Linked DNA regions of Mus musculus: regions 2 and 3 are each linked to region 1. Evidence: chromatin contacts called from public HiChIP or PLAC-seq data. All regions are on one chromosome and are shown on one strand. The core of a region is the stretch at or near the end of the contact, and the rest is flanking DNA. Distances in the headings are between cores, read along the strand shown.

Region 1 (3,339 bases), core at 286-2,785:
AGCGAGGCCGGAGACCCCGGAGCCCGGATGGGGGTAACTCCCTGGTGTCAAGCCTCGCAGAGGTTCCCGCAGAAAAAGGCACGGAAAGCAACCGCCTAGTCCAGAAATGGCGACGCGCGGAGTCTCGGCCTCTCCGCAAAAGGGGCGGCAAGGAGGAACGGGGGGACGGGAGCGCCCTGGGCTCTGGCCGGTTCTACCCTCAGACTGAGCCTTCACCAGCGCTCCCGGCACCTAAGCGCGGACCCGCGGATGGGAGGGGGAGACTAGTGGGGAAAGAAGTGGGAGGGGGCGGTGGAAGGGCGGGGAGGGCAAGCGGGGGGCGCCGCCACCCTTTCATCCCACCTTCCAAAAGCACTCGCATGAACACGCACACCCCAACTCATCCACACCCACGGCGACTCGACCCCCGAGGGCGAGCTGCCCGTCTCCGCCTCCGTCCCCAACGCCACTTGGAGAAGTCTCCCTGACCGGCCCCCCGCCACCCCGGACCCCGCGCAGGGGAGGGGACTCCAGCTCACCGCGCGCAGGGCCGCCCGGCCAAACCCCCCGGAGCGCTGGGCGCCGAGCCCGCCGCTTCCCCTCCGCGCGGGCCCGGAGCGCGCCCCGAAATAGCCGGCCTGCCAACTTCAAAGCGCCGCCCCGCACATCAAAGCGCGCCGGCCGCCGGACCGCCGCGGCCTCGGCACTCACCATTGATCCGCTGGCGCACTCCTTGCGGAGACCTCGCAGGCGCCGCGGGCAGAGCCCCTGCCCGGGTCCCCCGCTGGACTCGCAGAGGCTGCCCCGGGGCCCCCCCGGGCCCGCCCGGGCGTGGGGAACATGAGGAGTCTCGCGGAGGCGGAGGAGGGGGTGCACGGAAAACAACGATCCCGAGGTCTGCGCCGGGTTTTTTTTGGGGGGGGGGATCGTGCGCCCCGCTGCCCCTTTTATGCAAAAGATCCGAGTGGGCCTCCGCCCCCACCGCGGCCGCCCCCGGCCCCCGCCCGGCCGGCTTTCAACCCAGGTCCTGTTTCCAGCAGTCACTAGGCGCACCAAATGTCCTCCGGGCGCTTCCAACAAAAACTGCGCTGTGGATTTAACTGTGCACTTCAAAGGCGCGAGCCGAGCGCACGGTCCTGGAAGGGAGGTATGCGAGCCGCACCCGGGCCAGCCCAGCGCGCTCCAGCGCCCCTTTTGGGGGGCCGTGCAATCCGCACCCCTCTACTACCCCGGCCTGCTCCCGGTCGCCCCCTCCCGCGGCCCCGCGCCCCGCTGCCAACCGCCCCCGGCCGCACGGAGCTTTCTTAGAAACGGCTGCGACGGGACCGAGCCTCCGACCCCACCTTTTACAGCAAAGCTCTCCTTTGGGGAGGCGGACGCCTCGGCCTCCGGGTGGCCCCGAAATCCATCGCGAACGGCTGCTTATTTTTATTTCCCGGTTCTTGGGCTGTTACTGAGTTGCCAGGACCTTATCAAAGCGCAGCCGGCTCCAGCCGACTCCCCCGGGCCGGGCTCGGGGAGCCAGTGATCCCGCCGCGCCAATCACAGAGGCGCTCGGCCGGCCCGCGCGCCGCCCGCCTTAAAGGGACAGCGCGCGCCCGCTCTGCCCCGCCCCGGCCCGGCCCCCGTGGCACACTCAGCTCCCGCGTTAACCCTTCCTTGGCCCTCGTCTGCCCCCCGCCGGCTGCTGGCGGCCCCGGGGTGTTCTCGGCCGGAGTTCTGATTGATTTCATGTTTCAAGTTCTCCAGCCTCTGCTCATGTCTCCTCCCCCTGCCTACCTAGCGCTCTCCAGCTCTAGAATGCCAGTTTCTCTCTGGCCATTGCAAGAACTGCAATAAAGCACCCGCCCCCCCCCCGCCCCCCTCCATCAAATCAAACACGTTCCTACCTTTTTTCAAATTTCCCTGGGAATTTGGAGAGCCTTCTGGTAGGAGCTAGATCCGCTGGCCAATTCTTAGGGCGTACTCTGACTCAGAAGGCATGATGTGTGTGTATGTGTGTGTGTGTGTGTGTGTGTGTGTGTGTGTGTGTGTGTGCACTTGTGCTCCAGTATCTATTTGCACTAATATAGAAATAGTTTGTGGACAGTTGTGTTTGGATGAAGATGGGCGGTTGTGAATTTGTCTCCACAGTGGAATCAAGGTGCGCACCTCAGTTCCCCAATATTGCAACCTTACACATCAGTCAGCACCTTCCTTGCACACTCATGGACCTCTTTCCCCAACAAATCCGTGCCCACCACACTCTCCCAAAGGGCTGCCACCATCCCATATGTTACTTATTAAACAGCCGTGGAATGCCTCCCACACATACGCGGTGTTAAAGTATTAAAAATTCACCCCACTGTCACCTTCGAATTCCTTTCCACATTCTCCCCAAAATATTTATAAGGCACGGGCCTTAAAAAAATATGCCATAAGTTCAGAACACTTATTCATTCATCTGTTGTTGTAGAGCATTTCCCCGTGGATGAGCTGATAAACTTGCGGGGGGGGGGGGGGGGGGGGAATGGAAGTGAGTAGGTAGCCTGATAGAGTTCTTACTTCACAAACGCTCAGTTCCGCCCCAACCCCTGCACCACATAAGCCAGAGTTGGTGACACATGGCTGCCACCCCAAGGTAGAGCCAATCAATAGAATGAGAATTCCAAGACCAACTTAGTAAAATGGAAGCCAGCCTGGGCTACCTAAGGCTCAATCTCTCAGAGACAAAGCAGTAACACAACAGCAGCAACAAAATATCAACAGCGGAGCCCAGGGCAAAGTAATCCAAAGAGAGGAAAGCCGAGAGAAGCAAGGGCCTGGCCTTCTGAAGGGAGGGCGAACATTCCGCTTTGGAGACTTTGAAACAGGTAAGAAACATGGCTGTCCAAAGAGGGAAAAGTGTCCCCCATGTTCTACTGGAGAAAGAACCCGGGCTGCAGCAAAGGGCCAGAGAGCTCACACACCTTAGGCCTCAAATTCCACAGCCTAGAAAGGAGGCCCGGTGGGTCTCATCCTCCTGCTCTTCCTCCATGGTCAATGTACCTGGGTTTCCTTGCAACCAGAGCTGACCTCTCTAAAGCCAGCAGTCCCGGCTGTGAAATGTGGTCCTTCCGGGGAAGACCAGAGGAAGCGTGTTCCCATAATGCATCTGTATCTTGAGACAACTACCAGGTGTGAGGATACTGGGTGGCTCTCCATTCTCTCTGCCTTCCAGCTCTGACATGGTATATGGAATCCTAGACCAAAGGCATACCCGCCCACCTCCTCCATCAACCCCAGCAAAACTGTTTCCTGAGGGTCCTTGGGCCACAGAGGTATTGTCACAGAAACAGAAGTGTAGAGAGAGGCATGAACTGCCATAGAAGCAAGTACAGT
Region 2 (3,339 bases), core at 415-2,914, 300 kb after region 1:
ACAAGTTTTTCCAAAGGGTTTATGCTTTGCTAGTTTAACATTATACTCATTAAGAATTTGTTCTAACTGTGGTTCATAGTTTAATTTATAGTTAAAATTGAAGTTCTATTTAAGAACATGAAAAGTACTACAGAATTATTAGTTATGTATCATCAAACAACACCAAATCTTCTAAGAAAATGAAAAAAACATATTATTCTGAGAAATAGATTACAAATTACTAATACAACACAGGTACACATTATCTTGAGAAAATTTGTTAATACATTATTATTTATCCCAGAACATTAAAAGAATCAGTTTTGACTTTAAAGTGGACTCAAATATACATTATACATTTATAATTTTCCTAAAGTACTCACTTACTTAGCTGTATAGCTCAAGGTACTGTTTATTATTCAGTAGTATATAGACAAAGTTAGAATCTGTTGTCACAAATGGCTTCTTTTCCAGATCAATAATCAGATAAGGAAAACTATTTAATGCAAAGTTAAGTGTTTTAAATTTGTTTTCCCTTTAAAAATAGTTTGGGTATCGCTTCTCGGCCTTTTGGCTAAGATCAAGTGTAAAAATAGTTTGGGTTCATCGATTTGACTTCATTAGCCTGAAATATGCTTGCACACAATAACACTGCAAGGAGGCTATGAAACAGCAGAGAAGCTTGGTCTCCAACCCTTCTTGTCAAATCGTAAGAGATTCCAATCAGCCAAACACCTCGCTAATAGTCATGGGCCTGCTGTTTTAATTAGCTGGTGATATTTCCGACCAAGAATCTCAGATGATGAAACTGTTTTTCCTTGTATTGAACCGGCTTGGCCCAGACTAGCCTGTCCCGCAGTGACATGTATATTGAATACAAATCAGACAGCACAGCTTTAAATCTGTGTTGCAGCTCTCATTTCCAATTCGAGAACTGTACCATAATCATAAGCTTCTGGTGGATGAAAGGGAATCAGCTCTCTGAATATTAGCTAATGCCACATTTGCAAGTCCTGAAGAGATCTGTGCTGTTAAAAAAAATAGATCATTTCGCGGGAACCTATATATATGAATTGCTTTGTAGTGTTCAGCTGATAGAAGCGATGCCTGTGCTGGGATTAAACCCTTTTCATCATAAAACCTCATCTGGTTCGGAGTCCAAGTCCATCAAACCTTTTTCCTTTAAAGTCCCGCCTTTGATTCTACATCAATTTATTCAAACCGCAGCTGGGTGGCTGAAAACGAAAGGACAGCATCATTTAAACCAACCATGTTCCCAACTTGAAAGAAGGGCTATAATTAAAAAAATGGGCATAAAAGAATGGAAATGGGATAATATTTTTTAATGGTAGTTCAAAGGCCGACAGATGTCAAAGCCTTTGAAGATGTCAGTACACTGAGCAAGAAGTTGCCATAAAAGAGCTCGCCTAAGAGGTGAAGCGGCTTTGTAATGGCTGCAGAAACCCTTGCAGACACATCCTTGTGTTTTTAATTTGTCAGAGCTTCTGCAGTATTTTCAGATTAATGACACATGATGATAACTGCATAGCAGACATATTTTTATACTTGGTTAAATGAATAGTTTATTTCACATTCTTTTAGAACTAGATAAGAATAAGGACACTTTGCTAGGAAGTCCCAAACTCTTCTGATTACCTCACATATTTATGCTAATTTTGTGGGACTGGCTCAAGGCAGAGCAGCTATTGCTGCCAGCTTTTGTTCTTTAATAGTCAGATTGCTTGTAACATTACAGTTCACATGTGGTAGTTAGGATGTGTTCCACCACAGCTTCCTTCTTTTCATGCACTCAGAACAATATGTGCCTGAATAATTAATTTGTGCACAAGTCATGTCAAAGCTAATTAATGTTTAAAAGCATTCCAGAGCTCAATCTAAACAACCACAGGCCACCATAGGGTTCTGAGGAGACAGAGGTGCAGAGGAGAAAACACTGCAGCCTCAACTACAATTTGACATCAGTTTACTTTAAAAGAAAGGCTTGTGGTGCTGAGAGTAAATGCTGGTGAGCACATTGCTCACATCCAAGAGAGGAAGGGCTCAGGGCGTCCACTCATCCAAAGACTTCTCTCATGTCAATTTGATTTGATCTGTGAAACTGACCTCACAATATTGATGAAGGTTAACCACAAATCTCTAGTGTGTAGTAGCAGCAGAAACATCTCCCACCAATCGCTATCTGTGTAATTTATATCCACGATGTGGTTCAGGTGAGAAAGAGTTCATGGGGAGGAGGATGCAGTCAGATGGGTTTGGGCTCCAATTCTATCTTTACAGATAAGAAAAACTGTTTGGGTTTGCTTTCCCATCTGTGAAGACTGAGATCATAGTATCTCCTCCTAGAACATGTGGAACAGGGTTGAACATATATATGCTCAATTCCCATACTCAAGCAAAATAATGTATAGAAAAAAACTAGGCCATTTGTAATGGAAAATGGATACATTCTTATATACAACAAAATCATATTTTTTAAAGATATTTTCTTTATTTACATTTCTTTTTTTAATATTTTTTATTTTTACGTATTTTCCTCAATTACATTTAGAATACTATTCCAAAAGTCCCCCATACCCTCCCCCCCAATCCCCTACCCACTCATTCCCATTTTTTGGCCCTGGCGTTCCCCTGTACTGGGGCATATAAGGTTTGCGTGTCCAATGGGCCTCTCTTTCCAGTGATGGCCAACTAGGCCATCTTTTGATACATACAAAATCATATTCTTTTTTTTTCCATTTTTTATTAGGTATTTAGCTCATTTACATTTCCAATGCTATACCAAAAGTCCCCCATACCCGCCCACCCCCACTCCCCTACCCACCCACTCCCCCTTTTTGGCCCTGGCGTTCCCCTGTACTGGGGCATATAAAGTTTACGTGTCCAATGGGCCTCTCTTTCCAGTGATGGCCGACTAGGCCATCTTTTGATACATATGCAGCTAGAGTCAAGAGCTCCGGGGTACTGGTTAGTTCATAATGTTGTTCCGCCTATAGGGTTGCAGATCCCTTTAGCTCCTTGGGTTCTTTCTCTAGCTCCTCCATTGGGAGCCCTGTGATCCATCCATTAGCTGACTGTGAACATCCACTTCTGTGTTTGCTAGGCCCCGGCATAGTCTCACAAGAGACAGCTACATCTGGGTCCTTTCGATAAAATCTTGCTAGTGTATGCAATGGTGTCAGCGTTTGGATACTGATTATGGGGTGGATCCCTGGATATGGAAGTCTCTACATGGACCATCCTTTCATCTCAGCTCCAAACTTTGTCTCTGTAACTCCTTCCAAGGGTGTTTTGTTCCCACTTCTAAGGAGGGGCATAGTGTCCACACTTCAGTCTTCATTT
Region 3 (3,339 bases), core at 589-3,088, 290 kb before region 1:
CTAACATGACATTTCAATGAATGGCTTCCCTTTGGTATATGTAAAGGGCATCACTGTGCTCACAGGTTGGGGTCATTAGAAGATAATGGTTATCACTCCCCTTCAGTGTGACAGGGATGTTCTGTGCCCTGTCTTTCTGCCTGAGGGCCGACTCTGGCCACATATGCACATTTGGTATTTTTGATGTCTAGACCTAGAGGCCTCATGCCTAGGCTAGATCCTACTCAACAGAGGGCTGAGTTTGAGGATCAACACCCTTCTGAGACTCATCTCTAGTGACCCCCCCCCCCCGTCATGGAGGAGTCTACAGTACCCACCTTGCTAGCTTTCTCACTTCCTGCCTCCTCTCTTCAGCCCCTCGCTAAGCTTTAGTACCTTCCAGGGCTGTTTCCCACAAGTGCAAGGACAGGAATGGGATAAGATTAGTGATCCAAAACCGAAGTGTCCAGAAACCATGCTCAGCCCAGGGCAGTCAGCGCTCTCTGCTGATTCTGCATATGTAGATCCAACTAGTCCCAAACTGGAAAGCATTCAGAAAACAACCGAACCTGTTGGACAGGCACAGAATTTCCCTCTTTGCCATTATTCCCTGGGCAGCACGGTGGACACGCTCTTATGTAGCATTTATGTTAGGTTAGGAATTAGATGTAACTGAGATGTATGGGCCAGACAGAGGTGTGGATGAAAACAGTTTTCCAGATGTAACAGGGCAGATGAACTCACAGAAACTGGGACAACATTCGCAAGTCTCGAACAAGCTCAAGCCAGATGAAATCCCAGTACAGGTTGGGTGTGGCTGTGGGTAATGAAATCCTACCCCTAGCCAAGAAGCTATTCCCAAGTGATCTCTGCCGTGGAAGGAAAAAAATGAGTATTTTTCAATGGAGGGAGAGTGAGTATATCAACCACCCACCAGAGCAGGACGCATGCTCAGGAGGAGTCAGGCAACACAAATTGAGCACGACAAATATGACCAAGGTATATTGTGTTGTTAAGGCTCACCCCTGAGCATAGCTACAGCCATTTTGTTCCATGCCTGACAGCTATTTCATATTGTTGCTGTAATATGCCTGCTAGTCATTGATGTAGAAAAAATAACTTGACTCAGAGCAGGGTCATGCTGACCACATACCCTGTTGGGTTCTCTATGTTAAGAGGTTTGTTAATCTTAAGAAATTCCACAACTGTAAGCTTCACACAGGACCCATCGCATTAAAGGTCAACATGAACTGTTATGTCTAAAATGGCTGGAGTCAGGGCCAACCACTGGGCAGCACTTCCAGCATCTGTCTATGTGCTCATTGTGGCTTTTGCAGTTTTAGCTTTTATAAGCTGACCATAGAGATGGGTTCGGCTTACTTAAGGGTTTGAAAGATGTGTGTAGGCTCTGTGCAGACTGCACACTACATTATTTAGGGGACAAGGCTCAGAACAAGTCCTCACAAAATAAAAACAAAACAAAACAAAAACAAAAAGAGCAAACTGGAATCATAGCAAGTGTATATGGGACTTGAACACTAATAGATTTTGGTATCTTGGGGGGAGGGGTTTCTAGGACCGTTTCCCTGCAGCTATTGAGGGAATAACTGAACACCAATGCACTCTGACTCCCCTCCCCTCCCCTCCCCTCCCCTCTCCCCCTCCCCTCCCCTCCAGTCTTCCCTTCCCTAATATACCTTCCTGGTTTATTTTGATGGCTCACTCTTGGATGTTAGTCCATAATAGCCTCAAGATCACATCCCGGAAGGCACCATGTTCAGGATCACACTGGCAATCTGAGAATGGAGCTGTTCACCGGGAGCCAGCGTGTTGCCGAGGGCATCCAGAAGGGCTTCGAGTGGCGTGTGGGTGCCTCTGCTTCACTGAGTTTCAAACGGACACTTCTTGTCAAGAGGCTCCTTCATTGGTCTCTGCTGACCGTTTTGGCAGGAAGCCCAGTGGAGACAATGGTGCCCTTTTCTCTCAACAGTCCTTTGGGTCACCTCAGAGAAGACCAAGGCCGGGAACTGAGGGTGGAGAGAGCAATTAGGAAGGAGGAGATGTGGATTTTCAAAGGTCAGCCGGAGTATGAGTAGCGATTGCCTGGAGATTTATTCCGAGTGCCTTTCCTGACTAGAAAAACAACAATAAAAGGGGGAAAAAACCCCACCCGGGCCCACAAGTGGGGTAGAAGTTGAAGAACACTTTAATTCATAAGGAAAAGGGCTTGAATAATTGATGCTACCACCCTGCCAAAGATAATTTCAGCCCGCTCCCTCTATCTCACAAAGACATTTAGCATTGATGCAGATCAAAGTGTCAGAAACCCCTGCTGCTAGGCTGAAAGGCAAAACTCGCAGCGGCCTTTCTCCGCTCTGATAATGTCGTCTTTATGTAGTTAATAAACTGCGCACTTCAGTCAAACTATATCATTACAGAAGACTTAGGGAGCTAATAATTTAAAAGCAAAGAATTGCCTCTGTTCCTCACTTTGAACTAAACAACATTCTGTTGAATGAGGGGGACATCAAAGTCTTGTCACTATTACCAGTGTGGCTCTAGCAGAAGGCCCCACAGAGTGGGTACTTCAGTCATCAAGGGGAAAAGAAAGAAAGGAAGGAAGGAAGAGATTAAAGACACTGGCTTATCCACGCAAAGGCGGTACCAGGTGTTTTGGTTATTATTGTTTGTACTGGGAGAGCATCAGGTGGCTCTAGTATCAATGCATGTCCTTGTCCAGCTGATGCTTATGAACCCGGGTCAGACAGTTCACTTTTCACCTTGGCCCTGCTCTGAACTTTGTCCTGATGATATCTCTGTTTGCCTTTAGCCTGTCAGCCCTGCAAAGCGCCTTGGCTTTCTTAGGTCCTGTTTAGGTGGCTTGTTTGGCCTCTCTTTGTGCAGGGTCATGGGGCATCGTGTTCTCCACCCAGTGTTGGCTTGCTGTTGGCCATTCAGTGGCTCACAGGCTCCTATTTGGCTGGATAAGGGCATCTGCTGCGTATCTGTTTGAGGGTATTTTAAGCAGGAAGTTATGAGATAGACAACCTTCCGATAGCATCTCACCGCTCGCCCCTATACCCCGCTCCAGTGCTGCTGGGCTTGACATGAGGGCCATTGTCTTAACTTCATGCTCTTCCCCAGGAATTATTCTGAGGATGGAATCACTCAAAACATGGAATCTCCTGCAAATGGCTTGAAAGAAACTCTGGGCAAGAAGCTTGAATAAACTCGAAGGAAGCAGACGACGAAGAGAGGCCTCTGTTGAAGCTAGGCTTTTCCCACTTCTGCACTGGAGATTTGCAATATGAATGATGGTCCCACTGGGGCAAGAAAGCTGTCTTATGCATTCTATAGCCA

What was found. HiChIP or PLAC-seq counts read pairs in DNA pulled down with a chosen protein or histone mark.
Region 2: a contact with region 1 is called in an H3K4me3 HiChIP or PLAC-seq map of embryonic limb bud, with 5 times the contacts expected there. The contact joins the enhancer-like site here to the promoter of Axin2 in region 1. A contact is called at or near these places in 5 of 39 promoter capture datasets (cranial neural crest, hippocampal neurons, liver and 2 more), 4 of 484 Hi-C or Micro-C datasets (the HL-1 cell line, Sertoli cells, embryonic stem cells and 1 more), 15 of 115 datasets of contacts at active chromatin or transcription factors (SST interneurons, craniofacial prominence, differentiating embryonic stem cells and 10 more) and 2 of 9 other capture datasets (liver and pancreatic islet).
Region 3: an H3K4me3 HiChIP or PLAC-seq map of neural progenitor cells shows a contact between it and region 1, with 28 read pairs. The contact joins the enhancer-like site here to the promoter of Axin2 in region 1. A contact is called at or near these places in 1 of 39 promoter capture datasets (neural stem cells), 1 of 15 datasets of contacts at CTCF or cohesin (CD8 T cells), 10 of 484 Hi-C or Micro-C datasets (the HL-1 cell line, the N1E-115 cell line, cerebral cortex and 6 more), 28 of 115 datasets of contacts at active chromatin or transcription factors (T-cell acute lymphoblastic leukemia, bone marrow-derived macrophages, craniofacial prominence and 17 more) and 3 of 9 other capture datasets (embryonic stem cells, liver and pancreatic islet).

Annotation. Positions count from the first base shown.
Region 1 is chr11:108,918,545-108,921,883 of GRCm38.p6, reverse strand. It overlaps Axin2 (axin 2), which reads right to left and starts at 1,535. Exons shown (of 11, transcript NM_015732.4): 1 at 1,323-1,535.
Region 2 is chr11:108,619,181-108,622,519 of GRCm38.p6, reverse strand. All of the region lies in intron 20 of Cep112 (centrosomal protein 112), which reads right to left. Among named protein-coding and RNA genes, the nearest start is that of Gm51924, 51 kb to the right of the region's middle. Within about 2 kb of position 1,664, at least 23 of the 459 cell types and tissues checked have an H3K27ac peak or open chromatin away from gene starts, as enhancers often do. A contact at or near this core is called in SST interneurons, Sertoli cells, embryonic limb bud and 1 more, where this site is marked.
Region 3 is chr11:109,209,525-109,212,863 of GRCm38.p6, reverse strand. No RefSeq gene overlaps it. Among named protein-coding and RNA genes, the nearest start is that of Gm39440, 8.3 kb to the left of the region's middle. Within about 2 kb of position 1,838, at least 17 of the 459 cell types and tissues checked have an H3K27ac peak or open chromatin away from gene starts, as enhancers often do. A contact at or near this core is called in neural progenitor cells, neural stem cells, oligodendrocyte precursor cells and 1 more, where this site is marked.